7 separate regions of the Mus musculus genome follow, and regions 1, 2, 3, 4, 5 and 6 are each linked to region 7. A link is a contact called in public Hi-C, HiChIP or PLAC-seq and Micro-C data. All regions are on one chromosome and are shown on one strand. The core of a region is the stretch at or near the end of the contact, and the rest is flanking DNA. Distances in the headings are between cores, read along the strand shown.

Region 1 (2,700 bases), core at 143-2,642, 410 kb before region 7:
AAACGGGGTCTGTCAGAACTCTTTTTTTTTTTTTTAAAGACTTCTTTTTTTAAAAAATATTTATTTATTATATGTAAGTACACTGTAGCTGTCCTCAGACACTCCAGAAGAGGGAGTCAGATCTCGTTACGGATGGTTGTGAGCCACCATGTGGTTGCTGGGATTTGAACTCCGGACGAGCAGTCGGGTGCTCTTACCCACTGAGCCATCTCACCAGCCCTCTGTCAGAACTCTTGATCAGTAGAGATCAAAGGCCACAGGAGAGCCATGCAGGGACCAGCAAGGAGCCTGAACTGCAGGGTGAGTCACCCTCCCAAGCAGAACATGCAGAGCATTACAAAACACCATTGTGTACACACACACACACACACACACACACACACACACACATCTGTGTGAGCACTCAAGAAAGCAAGCTCTGGTCTCTTCTGTATGTACGGCTCGTGTGGAAAAGCTTCCCTGCCCGGTGCCAAAGGTAGTCAAAGGTGAGCACACAAAGGGACACTCGGGCTTGCTGCTGGTGGCATCACTCGGGAGGCAGAGGCAGGTGAGCTATGAGTGTGAAGCCAGCCTGGTCTACAGAGTGAGTTCCAGGACAGCCAGCGCTGCCCTGAGAAACTCTGTCTTGGAAAACAAAACAAAAAGAACACTCAGAAACAGTGATGTAAGTATTTCCCTGGTGGCCACACAGGGCTAGACACTCGTCATCCCTCATCAACCCTGACTGCTAACGCCACCGGTCAGCAAAAGCTGTGGGATTGGATGGTGACAGATGAGGGTGCCACACCCGAGGCCTAACTAAGCATGTCCTCATCGGTGGCCCAGGGTGCTGCCGGAGGAAGGACAGCCACGCCTGCAGCTGTTCAGGAGACTGACGTGGGCTGAAGTGTGGTCGGGCTTCCAAATTGAAGCACCAGCTCATAGGAAAAGTAAGGGCTGTGTATATGTGGGGCAGGCACGAGAACCTGAGCGCCTGCCTGCCCAGTCCTGAGCTCTTGTGACAGGTGTCTCATGGAGATGGGATAGGTGTGTCTGGGCCAGCTCATCATCCTGACAGATTAGTGGGTTTTGTTTGTGAAAGGATCTCACTATGTGGTTCTGGCTGTTCAGAAACTCACTGTGTAGCCCAGGCTAGCCTCAAACTCACAGAGGTTCTGTCTACCTTCACTTCCCAAGTGCTCAGATTAGAAGTGTAGGCCACCATATGGTTGGCCTGATAAATCTGAATTTTTTTTTTTTTTTGAGATTTTAGTTTTTTTGTTCTGCCTGGTACTGCAATTAAGATGCAACTCGAGATTTGCATTAAAATGCAGCAGTGACAGGGCTGGCTGTGGCCAGAGCGGCAAGGTCTCCGAGAACGTGGGCGGCATTGGAGGCTGGATGCGCTTCGAAGGGAGCAGTCTGCGGCTGCGGCTGCGGCTGCGCTGTGTTGCTTTGACCCAGTTAGGCGCTCAGCCACGTGAGCTCACGGACACAGCGCACGGCTGCCCCCTGCAGGCTGTGTGTGCGCAGGCTCTGTGAGGCTGCCTCCGCTCGGAAACAGGGAGGCTTTGCTGGCTTCCTTTGCTGGTTTCTCTGCTTGACTGTCCAGATCATCTGCCTCACAAGAGCAGTGGGGCTCTTCTTGCCTGAGTCACACGGGGTGGCCTCTTGCTCCCCCAGAGCCTTCCTGTTTACTTAGGGTTCTGCTTGACAGCAGGTTGTGAGTTATAAAGTTCTCAGGAAGGTAGATGGAGTTTGTGGACCTACACTGTGGCTGACTTGTGCTGTCACCTCCTTAGGGCTCTGGCTCCTCTCTTACCTTCTGTGCTGAGATCCAAGGGTCAGTGAATCCAGCCCTAGCAGAAGTGCTCAGGGCCTGGAACGGCTGGTGGCTTTGGGGCAGCAGGGGCTTGCACCCAGGATCTGAGATGTGCCTTTCCTCTATGCAGTAAGCCCTCCACACTTCACCTCACCGTTAGGCTCAGTGGGTGGGCCCAGTGGGTGGGCTTCCACTTACGACGTGTAGGCAGCAGCCTGTGTATTTTCTCTGTCCAGATTCTGCCAGGGTGTGTATGAGAGCATCAGAGACCCAGGAGAAGGAGAACGTTGTGACAGTCAGCTTCCTTCTGTGGGATACTTTGTCTCATACAAATTAGACCCAAGCAGAGCCCCACCCCAATCCCAGGTCCCTGGAAAGCCTGGTAGGCTGTTCCATGGCGCTACTCATCACTGCCTGTCTAGGATGCTGCTGGATCCTCAGAGCATCCTAGGAATCTGCTAATACAGGCCAGGGGAAGATTAGAGCTCTCTATACTTAGGGAAACTCTCTCTCTCTCTATGTGTGTGTGTGTGTGTGTGTGTGTGTGTGTGTGTGTATTCTGCTGGGGTGGAAGTAGGGAGTCAGGTGACTGTGGCACCTCCAGGAAAGCTGCTGATCAGGCCTGACACTGCAGTTGACTGGGGTCCTCTCTTTCTCTGTAGAGACTGGTACAAGCGTAATTTTGCCATCACTTTCTTCATGGGGAAGGTGGTCCTGGAGAGGATGTGGAGCAAGCTAAGGCAAAAGAAGACAAGCAGTTAGGAGGAGCCCACCAGAACTTGACCCACAGCACCGGAACCTGACCCACAGCTCCAGGTTCTGTTTATGAGGCCCTGGACACTAAGCGAGCACAGTCCCTTGGGCCGTGCTTGCCTGGCTCAGGCTCCTCAGTACGCTGT
Region 2 (2,700 bases), core at 189-2,688, 260 kb after region 7:
TTCCCTTAAAGGGCTGAATTTATTCTCCCCAGGGACCTCCCAGTCACGAGTCCCACGTTACAGAAGTTAAATGAGTCTTGTGTTTGATGGGAGGCAGTTCAGCTCCTTGCTTCCTCCCCCCAATTTTATGAAGAAGAGATGTAAGTTACAGAGCTCGGCTTCTTTGCGAACCCCTTCCCTCTCTAAAACGGTCCCCCGGCTGTGAACAAACGCTTTCGTTAAATACTGGAAAGGAACTTAATAACAAGCCTTACTTGGGCCTAACCATCTGCGATTCATTAACTCATTTAATTTCCTCGGCCTTCCTACCAAGTCCCTAGCAGTGCTCACCTATCCCGTGTGCACACATTGAGGCCAGGCCCCTGAGGACTAAGGTGCAGGTAGAACTTGGTGCAGTTTTCCTCCTGATCCAGGCAAGTGCTCACTCCATTTAGGCCTCTGTTTCCCTCTCTACTGAGTGGGAATTAGATGCCAAGAGCCTTGGAAGAGAAGTTCAGATCACAGGAAGACACTTGTGGTAGTAGTGTGTGTGTGTGTGTGTGTGTGTGTGTGTGTGTGTGTGCACGTGTGCGAGTGCGTGTGCGTGCGTGTGTGTGTGTGTGTGCGTGTGCGTGTGCGTGTGTGTGTGTGACATATGCTTGCGCTTCTCCCTGGGGTACCTGCCTCCAAGTCCTCACTGCCTTATGACCACCCTCTCTGAGGTCAGAAAGCCCTCAGAGGCCTTCTAACTGCCCTCTGGGACTCCAAGGAAGGCATGGCACTAATCTCCACTCTGGGAGACAAGCCTCAGGGACGCCAAGGAGGCATGTGGCACCCTGGAAACTTCTGTATTCACTGAGGTCATCTCAAGATTTCTAGAAACTTGGTTTCTTCATTTCTGTAGGGAGAGAGGAATCTGAACCCCCAGAGAGAGAAGGATGAATCTATCCTGCCTGAAGGGGCAGGGAAGGCCAATGGGGGGACCCTTGGCAGAGAATCTCCAGTCTCCACCCAGCCAGCTATGCACCCATCCTGGGAGTGGTCAGGATCTGAGGAAACCCACACACCCATCCAAAGCTAGGCCAGTCCGAGAAGGGGCCTGAAAAGTGGGAGTGAGAGGGGCCAGGATTGGACCACAGGCCCGGCAGCCACAGCAGCATCCAACCCAACTTCTTCAGCCATGGGAGTCACTCAGCCGTCAGTCACACTTGGACTCAGAGATGGTCCGAGCTCACCTCTCATCCAGTAGCTTTGGGATTATCAGGAGTGTCGCAGCCTAGAGTGTAGCCAGCACGCAGCTTCTGGAAGCCCTGCCTGCCCAGCATGTTGGAGCTTTTCTGCCAGCAGACTGGATCATCACAACCTTCAAGGGAGAGTGAAACCCAGGCCTGGCCCCAGCACTGCCCAGCAGGACCTCCCGGGACAAGAAACTACTCTTCAATGTTACAATGTTACACACTGAGCACTCTACACTTGGCTGGCACTTGAGTCAGTTATCTTACACTTGTTTCTGTTTAAACAACTATGTGGTCCAGCGGCCACTATCCCACTCCTATCCAAGGTCGAGGGCCAACACTAGGAAGGCTGCCGCCACCACTGTGAGGGCGCCTGACCATGACCACTGCTTTAGAACAAATGGAAGCACTTGTTTACAAATTGTCCGTTGAAATTTGAGTTGCAAAAATTGGCATCAGGCCTCGCCTGCCAGGCCACCCGGATTGGAGGGTGATTTATTGAGATTGCTTTACCTGGGGCCGCTCTGGCCCATGCCTCGGAGTAATTCACACCGGGCTCATTTCGGATGCAGTCAAAGACCCCCGTATTTCACTATGACAATGTAATCACAGAGCCACATTAAAAAGTCATTATTGTTTAGAATCCAGCTTGGTTTGAAAAACACTTACTATAAAATTCAACAGCCTTTGTAAATTACCGAAAGGTTTACTCAAGAGCACTGGGCGCCGTGATTTAGACATGGAACTTACCACTTTATTGATTCGGTGGGATTTTGTCGGTCCCTGCATTTATGGGAGATGATTAGTGAGTGATCAGTGTAATAAACTACCTCGTGTTGGTTCATAAATAATGATGAATTGAATCTGCGCCCTCAAATTTCCCATGCACGCCACTCTGGGCCCCAGAGCCCCAGATGTACTTTCGGGGTGGCTCTGCAGAGGTACAGAGATCAGCCCGCACCTAGGTAGAGAAAAGTGAGGGTTTGCGATCTGGCTTCTCTCAGGATGCTGTGTCCTGCCTGCTGCCTCCCAGGAGAGCCGTGCTCTAGACAAACTCAACTTCCCAGCAGCTGCATAGGGTGTTGAGGGGCATTTGATGCAAGGCTCAGATGAGATTTTATGTTCTACCTCCTCATCCTGTCCAGACACAGGATTCATGCGTGCACACTCCCTAAGTCATTCATACATCATGCATGCACAGAATAGGGAATTGCTTCTGGTTACCCTGAGAGGCTGGGGACACAAAGCTGCAAGGAGCATGCCTGGCTACTGGAACCTGATACCCCTGCTCAGGATCACTGGAGATGGGCCATCCTGACACAAGCTCCCTATGCTGGGAGCAGAACATGATGTTGGCCTGCCCATAAGTAGCAACTGAGCTCAGCTTAGAAGTCCTGGCCTTGATGTGACTGCTCATCCCCAGGACCAGAAGGAAACTTCTATTCACAAGTTCTACTTATTTCCCTCCTTGGAAGTTTCTGTTGTA
Region 3 (2,700 bases), core at 165-2,664, 360 kb after region 7:
CAAGAACCCCCTTCACCCAGCCTCCTACATCCTTGTGTTCTCAGAGACCCGTGCTTGTCACCCACCTCCTTGCAAGGGAGCAACTAAAAACATGGATGGGGAGGGCTGGACGTGGGAATTCACTCTCTATTGCAGGAGCATTGGTATTCCAGGACCCAGGAAGCCTCAGCCAGGGAGAGGGTGGGCTCTTGATTGTTGTTGGCTGAGGACACCAAGTGACCACATTCTACTGGCTTCAGACAGGTGACAAAGAAAAAAAGGGTGAAGAAACTCGGGAGGTACAGGGAACACAAAGGAGATCCTACTCACCCACCACACACACACACACACACACACACACAGACAGACATATAGACACATGCACAGTATACACACAGAGTACACACACACATAAAGGCACACACAGAGTACACACAGAGAGACACACATACACACACACACACACACACACACACACACACACACACACACACACACACTGTACATGCCTCCAGCTTAAGGGGAGCTTAAGGAGCTCTACAGACATCCTCTGCCATCTTTTCCCAAGAGGAGTAGCAAAAATAGAAGACTACCCGCTCTTTCCAAAGTGTAGTCCCTTCCCCCACTCACAGGAAAGGGGTGCAGGCCCAAGACTACTGCAAATGGTCCCAGGTCCCGAGGAGTGTGGCCTAGCTTAACAAGAGAGCCCAGACATGCAGCCATGACAGTGCAACATCTGTGCTCCAAGGGGTCAGGACTGAGAATTCGGAGTGATGCATCCCTTGGGAATAGAAAGAGATCATGTGGGTCGGACAGACAGCCTCATAGCCGCTGGGCCTGTGTGTAAACAAAGGGCAGTCTGCTTAAAATAATGAGGCTGAAAGTGTTGACACTTGCAGGCCTCTGCAGCAAGAGAGGTGGAGGGGCTCATGGCCCCGGAGAGGAGAGCCTGATAGGTGCCAGGAACCGTGTGAGTGTTGCATCAGTTTGCGCTGGGCTGCTGAAAGGCCTAAACTTACCCCTCGTGTCCCTTGCAGAGGAAGAAGAGCGTGCGCCATGCGTGCGCAGCAGCCAGCAGCAGTGACAGGAGGCTGGCGAGCAGGCTGAAGCGGCAGGCAGCCGGTGGGCCCCACTCCTGCACAGTGAAGCGCTCCCGCCCCTGCATCGTCAGGTTGGCACTCAGCCACATACCCTCGGTAAAGAGTAGGCAGCGGCCACGAAAGTCGTGGCCGTTCTCGGACAATGGCACCACCACCACGAAGCTGAACAAGAAGGCCAGAAAGTAACAGACGCACTGCGCGAAGAGGAAATTGTTGAGCGCCATGGTGGTGCCAGGATGAGAGGAGCCGCTGGCGAGGCCACCGGACAGGGACGCGATCGCTCCAGAAGCCGGGCCGCGAGTCTCCGGCGCCGCGCAGGCCGGTCCCGAGCCGCGTGGGAGGCTGCGCAATGACGGCGCCCGCGGGTCTCTCGCGTTGCGCGCAGACGCGTGCGCACAGGCCGAGCGTGGGGCGCGCCTGCGGTCAGTACCGCGGACAGTTCCCGCGGCTGCAGGATAGGTAGACAGAGCACTACACTAGACAGACTGCATTGGTGGAGACGTGCCATGGAAACCTGGCAGGGGTCGTGAGCATTACTAAGTCAGCTTGGGGAAACCCGACTCTGTCAGGAAGGGTACCAGCAGCGAAAGGCTAAGGAGGAGAAGGATGGAGTCCTATGTGCAGTTCAGACTCCTTTGCCAGGGCCTTTGTCTTTAAAGCGAATGGAGGAGGGAGGCAGAGAGTCGGGTCGGTAGGTGTGAGGATAGAAAAGAGGAAGGGTTCAAGTATTCCTAGGCGGGAGCAGACTCGTGATCTGTTTGTGCTCCGAGAACCATGCCCTCAGCCCCACAGTAGAGCCCTCCACTCCGCGTTTGTAAGATAAATAATGGTTGCCCTGGGCACCTCATTAAGACCTCTTTGCTGTGATGGAGCTGGTGGTGCATTAATTAATAGAATTAATGACTTTTCTAGTTTCCCTTAATACCAAGTAACCGTTAGTCCAATTCCCAGATGAGTAAGCCCTAGAGACATCCTTCTGGATATAGATTACATCAGCATTATTTTTGGCTTCAGGCACTAAAAATTCCTTTTGTTTTATTGCCAAAGTAATATGGGCTTGTTTTTTTTTTTAATTACAATGAGGAATATGTGTGATACAAAGACACCAAGTTTCTTCCTCTTCCCTCCACTCCGGCACATCGTTACTACTCGTGACAACCTGATGTCTACCCATCCAGACATTTTGCACCACGCACACACAATTTTCAAAAATGTTTCATACTATGCCTGTGTCTACAGGCAATTCAGTCATCCAACAGTATGCATTATTCCCTGTCTGCACAAGCAAGCCCGTGGTCTTCTTTCTAGTTATTGTGTAACATTCCGTAACATTGACTGTTGTGTGTGACTATCCCTCTCTGGGGGGACATTGAGCGTCTCCAGTGTCTGTTGTTTCCGGCTCTGCTGTGTGACATCCTGGTGTCTTTTTCTGCGGCTGTGCCAGCTGTGCAGGCAGCACATGAGTCTCTATGAAAGTCTTAGGAGAAGAATGACTGGGTCATGAGGTACGAACACTTCAAGTGGTGTTGGCAGGAGTCGCCAAACTGGTCTCTGGCAATATCGTGAAGATAGTCCACACATCAACTCTGCAGACCCTTCTCCTGAGCAGGGCTTTCAATCT
Region 4 (2,700 bases), core at 85-2,584, 440 kb after region 7:
GCTCTGGCCTCTCATGGCTTGGCCTGACCCTGAGGAACAGCTCCAACAGGGCCGCACCTCCCTCAGGGCCACTGCAGAAGAACCTGGAAAGATGACACAGTTCCCAAACACAGCCACTGCGGTCTCATGGGGGGATGAGGGAATGAGGGATGGTGACAGGCTGAGGCCAACAGTCCTCCAGGCTGGGGCCATAGTCACATTCCTCCTTTTGGGTAAATAAACACACCCTCTGACCAAAGGCCCAGGACAGAGTGAGTAAACCTTGCTGACCCCTTCCCAGAAGGAGCCACCAGACCTAGGTGATGTTGGGTAACCAGAATTGCAGCCCAGACAGAAGGTCTCTGTGCTGAGCGTTAGTGGGGCTGAGTGGCTCATTTGGTGGCTGCAGGGACTGTGCATTCTAAGAACAGCTGAGTCCCACTACAGGAACGGCCAAGACTTACATCCCAGGCTGGGCAGTGTCCAAGAGCCAGTCAGCACCTGCCTTGGCGGTGCACACCAAGCACTTTGGGGCCATCCCAACACTGGCTAGCTATCAAAGGTTGCTTTTGGCCCTGCGCTTGAGATGATAGGGCCGAGCAGGGGGCACAGAATACTGAGATGGACATTTACAGGCAGCCAAGGCTGTGCTTAATCCCATGTGGCAGAAGAGCACATAAACCCCCAAGCATGATGCTGTGTCCAGGATAGAATGGCTACAGGAGATCCAGAGCCCTTCACTCTGCCCACCCGCCACATGCCCTCCACCCAGCTTGGAAGATTCAAGGCTCAAGTAAGTGGAGACCCTTTATTCACGTTCATAAACCTTTTAAAGGTACAACTTCAAGCTGGAGAAACTGAGGGCGCACAGCCCAGGCTAGGGCCAGGGAGAGCACTTCAGCAGGTCCTCAGGACAGAGCTAGAAACTGGAAATAGCTACCTCCAGTGAAAAAAGGATGAAGGTAGGGACATCGGAGGACTCTCAAGATCAGCAGCCTACAGCAGGGCTCCCGTGTGGGAGGCAGAGCTGGACCAGAGGTGGTGGAGAACCTGACCAACTCGTGAGTCCACCAGATGGCCAGCGTAGGGGAGAGATAAGGAACGTGCTAGGGAGCCTGGGCGGGAACTGACAGTGAGGTCGGAGGCAAAAGGGCCATTCCCAGCAGGTCTCTAGAGAGTCCCGGAATGTCCCATTCCTTTTCATCTCTCCGCCCCCGCAGAGATGCCAGACCCGGGTGGGCAGGGCTTCCTTGGAGACCCCACCCCGCCCCGCCCCGGGCAGCACCGCCCCCCACGTGGCCGCCGCCGGGTGGGGCCGCACCTCCCCTTCCTCCCTCCAGCCCCGCCCGGCCCGCGAGCGCGGTTAGACTGTGCGGAAAGCAGCCGCGAGGCCGCCGCCCGCAGCCCCAGACGCTCCGGCGCCGGGACACAGCACTCTGCACCATCTCTCGGCTGTACCCCCACCCGGTAAGTCCGCGGCTTCGGGCTAGCCTGGAACGCAGAGGGAAACCGAGTCTGGGGGCAGTGAGGGAAATGGTTGGGGTTGAGGAGCGGACTGCCGCGTGTGCACCAAGGTGGCCAAGAACCTGGTCCCGCGCTCTTGGCCCTCGACTACGGGCTGATATGGAGATGATGCTCACTGCTCATAGGGTGTTTGCTCCGGGTCGGACTGGAGGAGTTCCCCCACCTTGCGGCTACCACATCCTGACCATGAATCAGCCACAGTTGAGAAAATAAACTTCAACTGGAGGTCCGCCTCCGGGATAGCACAGGGCGAGCTTGCGGCCCCGCCCTGACAGCTAGCTTCTAAAGATGCCCGCCGCCGGTGGGCTAAGGCAGACCTGAGAGAGTGACACAGCTCTGTTTCTTGTGGCTACCCCTGTCTACCCTCCTCCTGGGCAAGGACGCTGGGAATGAAGGTGATCTTAGCAGAAAGCCCAACTATGCTTTGGTGGACTCCCTAGAGGACTATGGGATGGAGAGCCGTCTATGGGCCCGTGTGTCCCGTCTTCTAACCGCTCAGTGCCCGGTGGCACACGGTGACAGGTTGGACACACCAGGAGTCAGCGGCAAAAATGACCCTGCTCCTTCCTGCCTTGGGCTCCAGGTCAGTGCACCCACTCTAAAGCTTGCACGCCCGGGTCGAAGCCAGAGTTGGGAAGTCCCTCCTTACCCGTCCTCTCTGGGCCTCAATTCCTTCTCTAAACTTGAAGGGTGAGGAGAGTGTCTCAGACTGTATCCCTTCAGGGTGTCACCCAGGGCAGGGGGCATTTGGGAAGCAGACACTGTAACCCCTAGAGCAAAAAAAAAAAAAAAAAAAAAAAAAAGGTGTTTGTTCCAAGGCTGGAGACTAAGGCTTCTCCCTGTCCCAACCCATTGGTTGGGGAGCAGCTGTGCAAGTTGACCTAGCTGGGGGTCCCCCTAGGACCAGGTAGGAGTTGCCCTGCCTGGCTCTGCCTTCCTACCTTTTCCTGGCGGTCTCTAAGCTTCCCTCCCTGGTACCCAAGCAGGCTGTTGGCAAGGGTTCTGCTCCTGAGGGGTTAACCTCCAGCTGAGGCCCCTCATTTTGTGGGGGTGCTGATGGCTGTCTAGCTAATTGCACCCATCTCGCTGTGCTGAGACCTGAAAGCACCTACCTTAAATAGACTCGTTCACCTTCTACCAAAGTGCACTTGTTACAGGGGAAAGTTTTCAGGCTTATGAAAGCTGTTGGAGGAGGCA
Region 5 (2,732 bases), core at 36-2,535, 500 kb after region 7:
CGCATGACTCCACACAGAGGTATCATCCATTCTGCACAGTTCTACAACCGGGGAAACCACCATTTGGGGGTGGGGGTGGGGGTGGGGAAGCACAGCAGTCAGTAGTCACTGGACCCTATTGTCCTATTTAGAATTGTGCTCCTTCTTTATGTCGAAGGCCTAACTCCCAAGAGTCAGAGTGTGATTGTATCTGGATACAGTTTTTTGTTCGGTATTTTGAGACTGGGTCTCTCTACCTAGCCCAGGCTGGCCTCCAACTCACAGAGATCAGCCTGCCTCTGCTTTCTGAGAGCTGGGATTAAAGGTGTGAGCCAACACACAGGGCTGGTGGATATAGTCTTAAAGAGTTAAAACAGGGTCCTTAGGGCAGAACTTAATTCAAAGTACTGGGTGTTATTATGAGATGAGGACACACACACACATCCAGTAAGGACACAAAAGTTTTTATTTGTAGATTCTGGAAGACAGAAGCCTGCAGAGAACCTGACACTTTGATCAGAGACTTCCATTCTACAAAGTCTGGAGAATTAACGGGTGCTGTGTGTACACTCCGGGTCTCCTGTACTCCAAGATGAGCACAAAACTTAATGCACCCGAATAACTGACGTTCCGATTGTGTAGAAATAGAAGGACTGAGAAACCCCTCAGCATCACTGTTTTGCCTGTTCAACATGTTAGAAGACACCACAATATTTTTAAATCCTGACCAGCGGACCCGCAGGTGACGCCATAAACCCTCAGGCTCCCTGCCCAAGATCAGACCTAAGGGAACACAAGAGGAACTCGTAGGGGAAGATGGGTGCCCGTATCCACTAAGATCAGGAGCTGGGACAAAACCCGCCACCCTACTGTTTGATACTGATATCTCACCTATCACCTATCACCGTTGCTTAGCGACAACAGAGCCTTCAGGCTTTTCGCGCGCTGAGCCCCGCCCTCGATCTCGTGCTGGTTTATGCAGAGCCCCTTAGCACACGAGTCCCGCCCCCAACGTAGCATCCCGCTAATCCCGCGCCCCACCCCAGAGCCCCGCCTCTTAGTTCCCGGCCTATCCTGAGCTGTGACATAAACTAGCCCCGCCCCAACACAACCCCCCCCCCCCTCGGCCTATCCCGTGCCACGCCTTGCGCAGACCTCACCTCGCCGCGCCAGCGCCCTTGGCCTTTTCCCGCGCCCTGCATTCCAGCCACTGCCTCCCTCAGCCTATCCCTCGCCGTTAACTGCGTAAGTCCCGCCCCCGACGTCACTCCGGCCTATCCCGCGCAGCGGGGCCCGTTTGAGGCGAGCCCCCAGCCTTTCTCCGGCCTATTGGGCGCCGCGCCCTCGTCGGCTCGGGCCTCCGCCGCGGTCCGAGGGCGCCGTGACGTGTGCTCGGCGCGCGGCGCGCTGCGCGCTGCTGAAGGCTGTGTCTGGTACCCGCTACCATGCCCAAGCGGAGCTGCCCGTTCGCAGACGCAGCCCCGCTCCAACTCAAAGTCCACGTGGGCCTGAAAGAGCTGAGCCACGGTGTGTTCGCCGAGCGCTACTCACGCGAGGTCTTCGGTGAGTGTGGACTTCCGTGGGTAGAGCGCGCTACGCCGCGCAGGGCAGCGGGAGACCGCGGGAGCGTCCCGAGCGCTCACGGTGGATGCTGCTTCAGGCGGCTCCCGGAGAAATCCGAGTCGGACCCGAGTGCTGCCGAGCGGACTAGCCTAGCGCGGGACCGACGCGGGGACTGGGTTCGAGTGGGCGTGATGGCGTAGACTGCCCTGAGCCCTCGCAAGTGGCCTTTGTAGCGGATGGATGTTGCTGAGCATTGCCTTGCAGTGATGGCTTTCTGGGGCAGGTGTAACGCAGTGTACCGTAGCTTGGCGCAGTTTGCGGCCGTATAACTTTGAGCGGTGCCGCTGCGCCTTTGGAATGTGCGGGAAAACAAACTCCCTACGCAGCCCCAGTATTTGTCCTTTCCCTCTCTGTACTCTGGGAATGCAAACTCAAGTGCTGAGACGCAGGGGCGATGCGTGAAGGGACAGGACTGAGCTGCAAAGAGTGTGCCTCCCCCCACGCCCCCCAGTCTAGACATGGCCTGGCGTCGTGGCTTGTTTTTTGACGCCAGCACTCAGAAGGGAAAGGCATGGGCTTTATGGTGAGATGTCTTAAAACAGCAATAACAATGCAAACACGGCCCAGAAAATGCCTCAGCTGGTTAAAGTGCAGTCTATGCAAGCCTGGACATGAGTCAGGTCCCAAGAACATACAGTAGGAGAGAATTCCTGAAAGTTGTCTTCCGACCACACTCATAGTAACTAAATAGCCAAGTAAATTAATTTTTTTTAAATGTAAGCATGCAGTTGAAAAGAAGGCCTAAGTGTTAATTGGAACCTAACAGCCTGGCTCTACCCTTCTGAGGACTTGTGTGTTGGAGCATTTGCCAGGCCACTCAGAGCCAGCCAGTCAGGAAGGGGTGCAGGGCTCTAGCGAGTTTTATAGTACACACAGTTTACCAAAACCCCAGCCCACACTCTGGACTCTGCTGGACCAGGAGGCCTTAAGGAGAAAATTGCTCTCATAATGGAATGTGGGTTTGAGCCCCACCTGTGTTAAGAGTACCCCTCCAGGAACTCTTCCCATTTCTTGTTTTTCAGACAGGCTTTCACCGTGTATCTTAGCCTGGCCTTGAACTTAAGTAATTCTGTCTTAAAGTAGGAGGCAACTGAGCTGGGAATAGCCACTCTCTTTGAGTTTTTGTTTGC
Region 6 (2,700 bases), core at 42-2,541, 470 kb before region 7:
GGCAAGTGGAACCAAGCCCCCCCCCCCCCCCCCGTTGAACTCATAGGTTGGGTGGGGATGTAATCAGGCCTGGTCTCCATGCCACCGAGAAGCTGAGGAAGAGGAACCTCCCAGGAGAAGTGAAAAGTCTAACTCTCCAGAGGGGCAATTAGGATGTGTATTGGGCTGTGCACCACCAAGGGAATGAAGTACCCTGTTAGAACAGGGGTTGTGGGGGCAGGGAGGATGGGATAAGGAGTTTCTGAAGGGAAGTCCTGGAAAGGGGAAAACATTTGAAATGTAAATAAATTATTCAATAAAGACGAAAAAAAGAAAGAAAAGGGTTGTGGGGCTGTGGATATGGCTGGGATGTCTCAGCTGAAGACATGGGCGACCAAGAAAAACCCTCACTGTCTGTCCTTCCAGGGCTATCATACTAAGGTCAATCAGGGCAGAAATTTGAGGAGGTCTGAAGTCAGGCACCTGAGTTTCTAGGGCAAGGACATCACAGGTTGGCCTAGCCTGGCCCCAGAGGATCCCTATAGGCTGGCGGGATTCTAGAAAAGGCAGGCTGGGTCAAAGTCTCTTCATGGAGAGTGCAGCCTTAAGCTGGTCACTGCTGCTGGTTCTGCATAGCTAACGTTTCCTTCTCTTCTTTTCTACCAGCTGAGGTGTGCAGGAAGGCTCTCCACTCTCTCTGCCCCATGCCTGCCTACTCCCCTCTCCACTGCACACCCGGAGGAAGAATCTTCCTTCACTTCATAGGCTCTCAAGATGCCAGGGATCCTGGAAAGGGACGCTTTGTGCCCTCCCCCTCAGGCAGGACCTGGCCTAGGGCCACTTTTGCAGAATACTCCAGACTAACTCTACTCCTTTTACTCGGCCCAGCCCTAGCCAAAGTCTTTGAGCTAACCCTCATCCCTTTGCCTGCGTTTCCACTTTATGGCATTTATTCTGGAGCCCAGACAGGGTGTTTCAGAGCTGTTTGCAATGACAAAAATGTCCTGGTGGGCCATAGTAGGGAGGTCCTGGGGTTACATAGTTGTCAAAGTGCTCTTTAGGGTCATGCGTATCCCGCGGGCAGACACTTCGTGCACCGGGCAGCCCTAAAAGGCCGCGCGCGGACAGGCCGCGGGCGAGCAGGGGACTTTTATTTCGCACAGCGCTCGGATCTCTTAGGCAACGTGCAAGCCTGCACAGAAGAACACAGCCGAAGAGACGCCAGCCAGAAAAGGTCCTCTGGGAGCACGCAAAGGACAGCGCGGCGACTCCCAGAGAGCCCTGCGTTGGTTTGACGTCATCAAAAAGCACCGGAAGTGCTACGGCCGCCGTGGAGCCACGTGTGGAGCCGGGAGCCGGTTTATGCTGCGTGAGTTTCCGAGCTGGGAGCGGCGCTCCGGGCTTGCTGGCAGGTCCCGTGCTGTTCGGCGGGAGGCCAGCCTTCCCTGCCGTCGGGAGCCCTCCGTGGAGACTCTGGGCAAGGGGCTACGGGGATTCCGGGCTCGGAGGTGGCTTCTCTCCCCTGCTGTGCACGCTATCAGAGGCTGCCGCCTTCACACTAGGGGATTCTGGTTCTTCATGTGTGGGAATCCTTGGGCTCCTGTCGCTGTGCACTCTCTTGTGTACTCCGAGAATAGAGACCTCCAGAAGGGCTCCATATGTTAGGCTAGAGTGCAGCTCTGTTGGGTTGGCTAAGCAAGTCCGCTAACCCTGCTCAGAACCCAGGCCCCACAGACCTCTCTGTCCAGACCACAGATCTTCATCCTGCCTCCTGGTCCTCTGACCTCACGTCCACACACCACTTCTCCAGGTCCCTGACCCTTGGCAAACGTTAACACCATGAGTTTCGTGGCATACGAGGAGCTGATCAAGGAAGGCGACACAGCCATCCTGTCACTGGGGCACGGCTCGATGGTAGCAGTGCGTGTGCAGCGTGGGGCACAGACCCAGACCCGGCATGGCGTCCTGAGGCACTCGGTGGACCTCATTGGCCGCCCATTTGGCTCCAAGGTGATTTGCAGCAGAGGCGGCTGGGTGTATGTGCTGCACCCCACTCCTGAGCTCTGGACAGTGAACCTGCCCCACCGCACGCAGATCCTCTACTCCACCGACATTGCCTTGATCACCATGATGCTGGAGCTGCGTCCCGGTTCTGTGGTCTGTGAATCAGGTGAGCTCCTCTGGTATGAGCTCAGATAAGACGGTTTGCAGCCGATCCTTCCTGCAGTTGTGCGCTGAACTACTTGGTTCTTCTAGCTTTTATTTAGCAACTCCGCTTGCAAGGGAGGGTGTGGCTGCAGGGAGTGAAGCCAGAAGCAGTACTAGCTGCTGTCATCGAAATGGCAGCTGATGGGAGCTAACCTGGGTTGGAGAAGAAAGAGGAGGAGGTGCCCTATGAGGTCGGAGCTGGGATTGCTTGATGCTGGCCAAGGTGCTGACTGCTTTTTTTCTAGGCCAGCTGCCCCTTCCTGGAGGGAGGCTGGATACTCCAGAGCTCATTGCAGAGAGAAGTCTGTCCCACACTTACAGCCAGGCCCTTCCCTAGTTCCATCGAAGATTAGCACTGTCACTGATACGAGGCCAGGTGGTAGCTAGAAGGGTCTGAGCTAGCTGTCTCTCACATGCCCACCCTTAGGTACTGAGGCCACTGGATGCAGCAATCTAGGCATACACCTCTGCCAAGAATGACCCCGGGGATCAGATGGCTAGATCCTTGGTGGT
Region 7 (2,793 bases), core at 67-2,566:
TTTGTAGTGCTTGCAGGGGTGGACTGAGGAGGGTGGTGCCTGAGGCTACCCGGATCCCATGGTGGGCCGTCGCCTGCCTGTCTTCCCTTCGCAAGGCTGAGAAGGGCCTGGAGGCTTGGGGGTTGCAGAAAGTGGGGAGCCCGTTCCCAGTTTATTCATGACTTCCTGTCGTGTTTACAGACTCTTTTAAGTCGTAGATGACCTGGAAAACCGGATCTTCATCCCACTCTTGGCCAATAGTGCGTAGGAGTGGAGGGCTAAGTAAGCAGGGTCCAGGTGGGGAAAGGAGAGGTCGTTTGACAGACCTTATACCGTGCGAAGGTCTGACTGCTCTGGGGATGTCCGACCAGGGTCTTTCCTTGAATCACCCTGGCTCAGCTGTCCTAAGTCTCAGCCTCAAGCGGAAAGCTCTGCGCTCAGAACGCGTGGTGTCCTGTCTCTGCGCCCTCGAAACCTGTGCTCACTACGGCCGGCAGGTGGCGCTTGTGTCACGGGGAGCCACGCCGCAGATCCCGCCTGGCTCCTATCTGGGGTTTCGGGTTGATCCAGAGCTTGGGCCGGAGTCCCCCGCGACCTCAGAAGGTGGTGACATTTGGGGTCTGACTTGGGCGAGAGCAACAACTGGTCGCTGGGGAAGGAGGGAGACCTCCGGGTCGGAGACAAACAGGCAATTAATTCCGGAGCTAACTCCCCATCTGCCAGGCCGGCAGACAACAGGTCCGGCACACCCCCAGGGCCAAGCCGCAGCGCTTCCTCCCACTTCGCAGGCGGCTCAGTGTGCAATCCATTTTAAGGCACAGGCGCGGCTGCAAGGACACTTCGAGACAGTTCGTAGCCCCTCACTGCACTTCTTGAAACACGACCCTCATCCATGAGAGACAGTTGGCGCCAAAGCATGGCCAGACACACTCAAGTGCTCTGGGTGTTCTGGGGAAGCCGTTGGCCCGGGTCCAGCCCCTTTCATTACCCCCCATCCCCCCACCCCCACCCGCTTTCGTGCTGTGCGATCTTGGGCAAAAGCTTCAGTTTTCCCGCTCGCAAAGTGATGAGAGTGTTGGGTGCCTCCCAGGAGGCGCACTCCATCCTCGCTCAGGAGAGACAGAGGCGCATGCGTGCGCGTAACTTGTGTCTCGGCAGCCCCCACCGCCCCTCCCGCATCAACACTCAACTAACAGGTTGGGGGTCCTAGCAGTAGGCGGGGCCGCAAGGAGGAGCGGGACCCCCGCCCACTTGGCTCTGCTCAGGATGGGGGCGGCGCTCTGGCGTCCCGCCCCCTTCCCTCCCCCTACAAGCTTTGGCCCGCCCCCGCCCAGCCTGTCCCGGAGCAAGCCGGTCGCGTCCACAGCGTGCTCTCCGCCACTCGCCTGCTCTGCCAACTTCAGAGCAGCAGGCCTGGCCATGGGGGTGCCCCTGGGCCGGATCACGTAGCCACTGTACCCCGAGAGCCAACGTATCCCTTCCTGCGACCGTGCCATGGTCGGCCGCGGCGCCTCCTTGTGTGCGGTGCAGCCCGCGGTACGCAAGGCCCTGCTAGGAGCGGGCGGCTGGGCTCGACGGGCACCGGGTTCAGAGCCCAGGACAACGATGATGCTAGCGGGGTGTACAGCGCCCTCTAGGGGTGGGGCGCGGAGCGGGACGGGGCCCCGAGCGTCGGGCTGGGGCTTCTTCTTCAGGGACTCCTGGCGTTGCATCCAGGGCCCTAACTTTTGTGCGAGCGTGGCTTTAGGGGCGTGAGCGACTGGGTCTGGAGTCGGCCGCGTGGAGTCCCGCAGTGGCGCCGCGCGAAGGTTTGGGCTTACTGTCCCATCTCCAACCCCCGCAGGTGGCTGAGTGCGGCCCGGCTCGAGAGACCCCGCCACTTGAGGTATCCCCGCGCAAGAGGCTGCCCGCCGGGCTCGATCAAGACCCATGCAGCAGCCGCCCTGCTCCGGAGGGCGCCGGGGCCAGCGCTGAGCAGAGCCACTCGGCCGGTGGGGGCGGGTGGTGCCGCCACTGCCACACGAAGCTCGTGGAGCTAAAACGACAGGCGTGGAAGTTGGTCAGCGGGCCCGGGACTCCTCTCCGGGTAAGTGACCCCTCTTCAGGCCATATCTCAAACAGGGAAGGGCTGGAACTTGGGAATCTTTGGGGCTGGGGCTTGGAGCGTGGCGAGTTCATCGTGCCCCCACCCCCACCCCGTGCCATAGTCTGCAAGAGTGTGTGTTGGTGCACCTCACCCTAGGAGGCCTGCTGCGTGTCATAGGGGGTTGGGTAAATTTCTTTCCTAGCCACAGATGTCCCACAGCTGGAATCAGTCTGTGTTTGGGAGGGGTAGAAAAGGGGAAGACGGGACCTCACTCCCAGGGCAGGGCTTGTCATGGTGAGGCACTTTGGGCATCTGGACATTGGCATGCCTGTATAGAGAGGGCATAAAAGGTGAGAGAGTGGGCCCCTTTCTGCACCCGGGGGCCGTGCATCATTGTCCCATACCTACTCAGTGTCTGTTATGGGCCTGTGCCCTGCCCTGGCTCTCTGCCTCTGGGGCCCAGGCCTTCCGTGTGGGTAATGACTCTTGAGCCTCGGGGTTTCCCAGGCTGCAGCATGGCAGGCAGGCGCTGGTGGGAGAGGAGTCTACTGGGCTTTCCGGCCAGTCTTGCCAGGCATGTAAAGAACTGGAGTATTGTTCCAGGGAACAATGGTCTCTGGAAGTGTGCAATGCAGGGGTGTGGGGGGTCTCCACAGGAAGCTGCTTCTAACCTTCAGCCTTGGTGAACAGTCCTTGGGAAGCGCCTGTAGTCCCCATCCTGTCCCAGT

The links. Hi-C and Micro-C count contacts between places; a contact is called where the count stands out from the background. HiChIP or PLAC-seq counts read pairs in DNA pulled down with a chosen protein or histone mark.
Region 1: a contact with region 7 is called in a Hi-C map of pro-B cells, with 5 times the contacts expected there. The contact joins the enhancer-like site here to the promoter of Kif26a in region 7. A contact is called at or near these places in 1 of 39 promoter capture datasets (the C10 cell line), 1 of 15 datasets of contacts at CTCF or cohesin (embryonic stem cells), 1 of 484 Hi-C or Micro-C datasets (pro-B cells) and 1 of 115 datasets of contacts at active chromatin or transcription factors (embryonic stem cells).
Region 2: an H3K4me3 HiChIP or PLAC-seq map of forebrain shows a contact between it and region 7, with 6 times the contacts expected there. The contact joins the promoter of E330035G20Rik here to the promoter of Kif26a in region 7. A contact is called at or near these places in 15 of 39 promoter capture datasets (the 3T3-L1 cell line, the C10 cell line, the HPC-7 cell line and 9 more), 8 of 484 Hi-C or Micro-C datasets (the N1E-115 cell line, Sertoli cells, bone marrow-derived macrophages and 4 more), 20 of 115 datasets of contacts at active chromatin or transcription factors (VIP interneurons, cardiomyocytes, craniofacial prominence and 11 more) and 4 of 9 other capture datasets (adipose tissue, embryonic stem cells, liver and 1 more).
Region 3: an H3K4me3 HiChIP or PLAC-seq map of stem cell-derived neural progenitor cells shows a contact between it and region 7, with 146 read pairs. The contact joins the promoter of Tmem179 here to the promoter of Kif26a in region 7. A contact is called at or near these places in 16 of 39 promoter capture datasets (the 3T3-L1 cell line, the C10 cell line, the HPC-7 cell line and 11 more), 3 of 15 datasets of contacts at CTCF or cohesin (the NIH/3T3 cell line, embryonic stem cells and stem cell-derived epiblast-like cells), 5 of 484 Hi-C or Micro-C datasets (bone marrow-derived macrophages, cerebral cortex, embryonic fibroblasts and 2 more), 25 of 115 datasets of contacts at active chromatin or transcription factors (SST interneurons, VIP interneurons, astrocytes and 17 more) and 2 of 9 other capture datasets (adipose tissue and liver).
Region 4: an H3K27ac HiChIP or PLAC-seq map of VIP interneurons shows a contact between it and region 7, with 8 times the contacts expected there. The contact joins the promoter of Inf2 here to the promoter of Kif26a in region 7. A contact is called at or near these places in 16 of 39 promoter capture datasets (the 3T3-L1 cell line, the C10 cell line, the SN4741 cell line and 10 more), 1 of 15 datasets of contacts at CTCF or cohesin (stem cell-derived epiblast-like cells), 7 of 484 Hi-C or Micro-C datasets (embryonic stem cells, forebrain, liver and 2 more), 19 of 115 datasets of contacts at active chromatin or transcription factors (the NIH/3T3 cell line, VIP interneurons, craniofacial prominence and 12 more) and 2 of 9 other capture datasets (adipose tissue and pancreatic islet).
Region 5: an H3K4me3 HiChIP or PLAC-seq map of embryonic forebrain shows a contact between it and region 7, with 4 times the contacts expected there. The contact joins the promoter of Siva1 here to the promoter of Kif26a in region 7. A contact is called at or near these places in 4 of 39 promoter capture datasets (cranial neural crest, frontonasal cranial neural crest, liver and 1 more), 1 of 15 datasets of contacts at CTCF or cohesin (stem cell-derived epiblast-like cells), 1 of 484 Hi-C or Micro-C datasets (embryonic stem cells) and 8 of 115 datasets of contacts at active chromatin or transcription factors (embryonic forebrain, embryonic stem cells, forebrain and 1 more).
Region 6: a contact with region 7 is called in a Micro-C map of embryonic stem cells, with 2.4 times the contacts expected there. The contact joins the promoter of Trmt61a here to the promoter of Kif26a in region 7. A contact is called at or near these places in 1 of 39 promoter capture datasets (pre-B cells), 6 of 484 Hi-C or Micro-C datasets (B cells, the N1E-115 cell line, embryonic stem cells and 3 more), 3 of 115 datasets of contacts at active chromatin or transcription factors (embryonic stem cells, large pre-B cells and stem cell-derived neural progenitor cells) and 1 of 9 other capture datasets (embryonic stem cells).

Annotation. Positions count from the first base shown.
Region 1 is chr12:111,731,204-111,733,903 of GRCm38.p6, forward strand. Coa8 (cytochrome c oxidase assembly factor 8) reads left to right here. Exons shown (of 5, transcript NM_026511.2): 5 at 2,464-2,700. The coding sequence ends at 2,563. Among named protein-coding and RNA genes, the nearest start is that of Coa8, 19 kb to the left of the region's middle. Within about 2 kb of position 1,393, at least 88 of the 459 cell types and tissues checked have an H3K27ac peak or open chromatin away from gene starts, as enhancers often do. A contact at or near this core is called in pro-B cells, where this site is marked.
Region 2 is chr12:112,404,374-112,407,073 of GRCm38.p6, forward strand. It overlaps E330035G20Rik (RIKEN cDNA E330035G20 gene), which reads right to left and starts at 1,439. Exons shown (of 3, transcript NR_166919.1): 1 at 1,215-1,439.
Region 3 is chr12:112,509,746-112,512,445 of GRCm38.p6, forward strand. It overlaps Tmem179 (transmembrane protein 179), which reads right to left and starts at 1,415. Exons shown (of 4, transcript NM_178915.3): 1 at 999-1,415. The coding sequence starts at 1,303.
Region 4 is chr12:112,587,450-112,590,149 of GRCm38.p6, forward strand. Inf2 (inverted formin, FH2 and WH2 domain containing) reads left to right here and starts at 1,335. Exons shown (of 23, transcript NM_198411.2): 1 at 1,335-1,446.
Region 5 is chr12:112,643,543-112,646,274 of GRCm38.p6, forward strand. Siva1 (SIVA1, apoptosis-inducing factor) reads left to right here and starts at 1,286. Exons shown (of 4, transcript NM_013929.2): 1 at 1,286-1,542. The coding sequence starts at 1,425. Gm30101 (a long non-coding RNA gene) reads right to left here and starts at 1,225. Exons shown (of 3, transcript XR_381987.3): 1 at 1,140-1,225.
Region 6 is chr12:111,676,814-111,679,513 of GRCm38.p6, forward strand. It overlaps Trmt61a (tRNA methyltransferase 61A), which reads left to right and starts at 1,292. Exons shown (of 4, transcript NM_001099793.1): 1 at 1,292-1,348; 2 at 1,790-2,149. The coding sequence starts at 1,819.
Region 7 is chr12:112,144,892-112,147,684 of GRCm38.p6, forward strand. Kif26a (kinesin family member 26A) reads left to right here and starts at 1,317. Exons shown (of 16, transcript NM_001097621.1): 1 at 1,317-1,515; 2 at 1,823-2,065. The coding sequence starts at 1,474.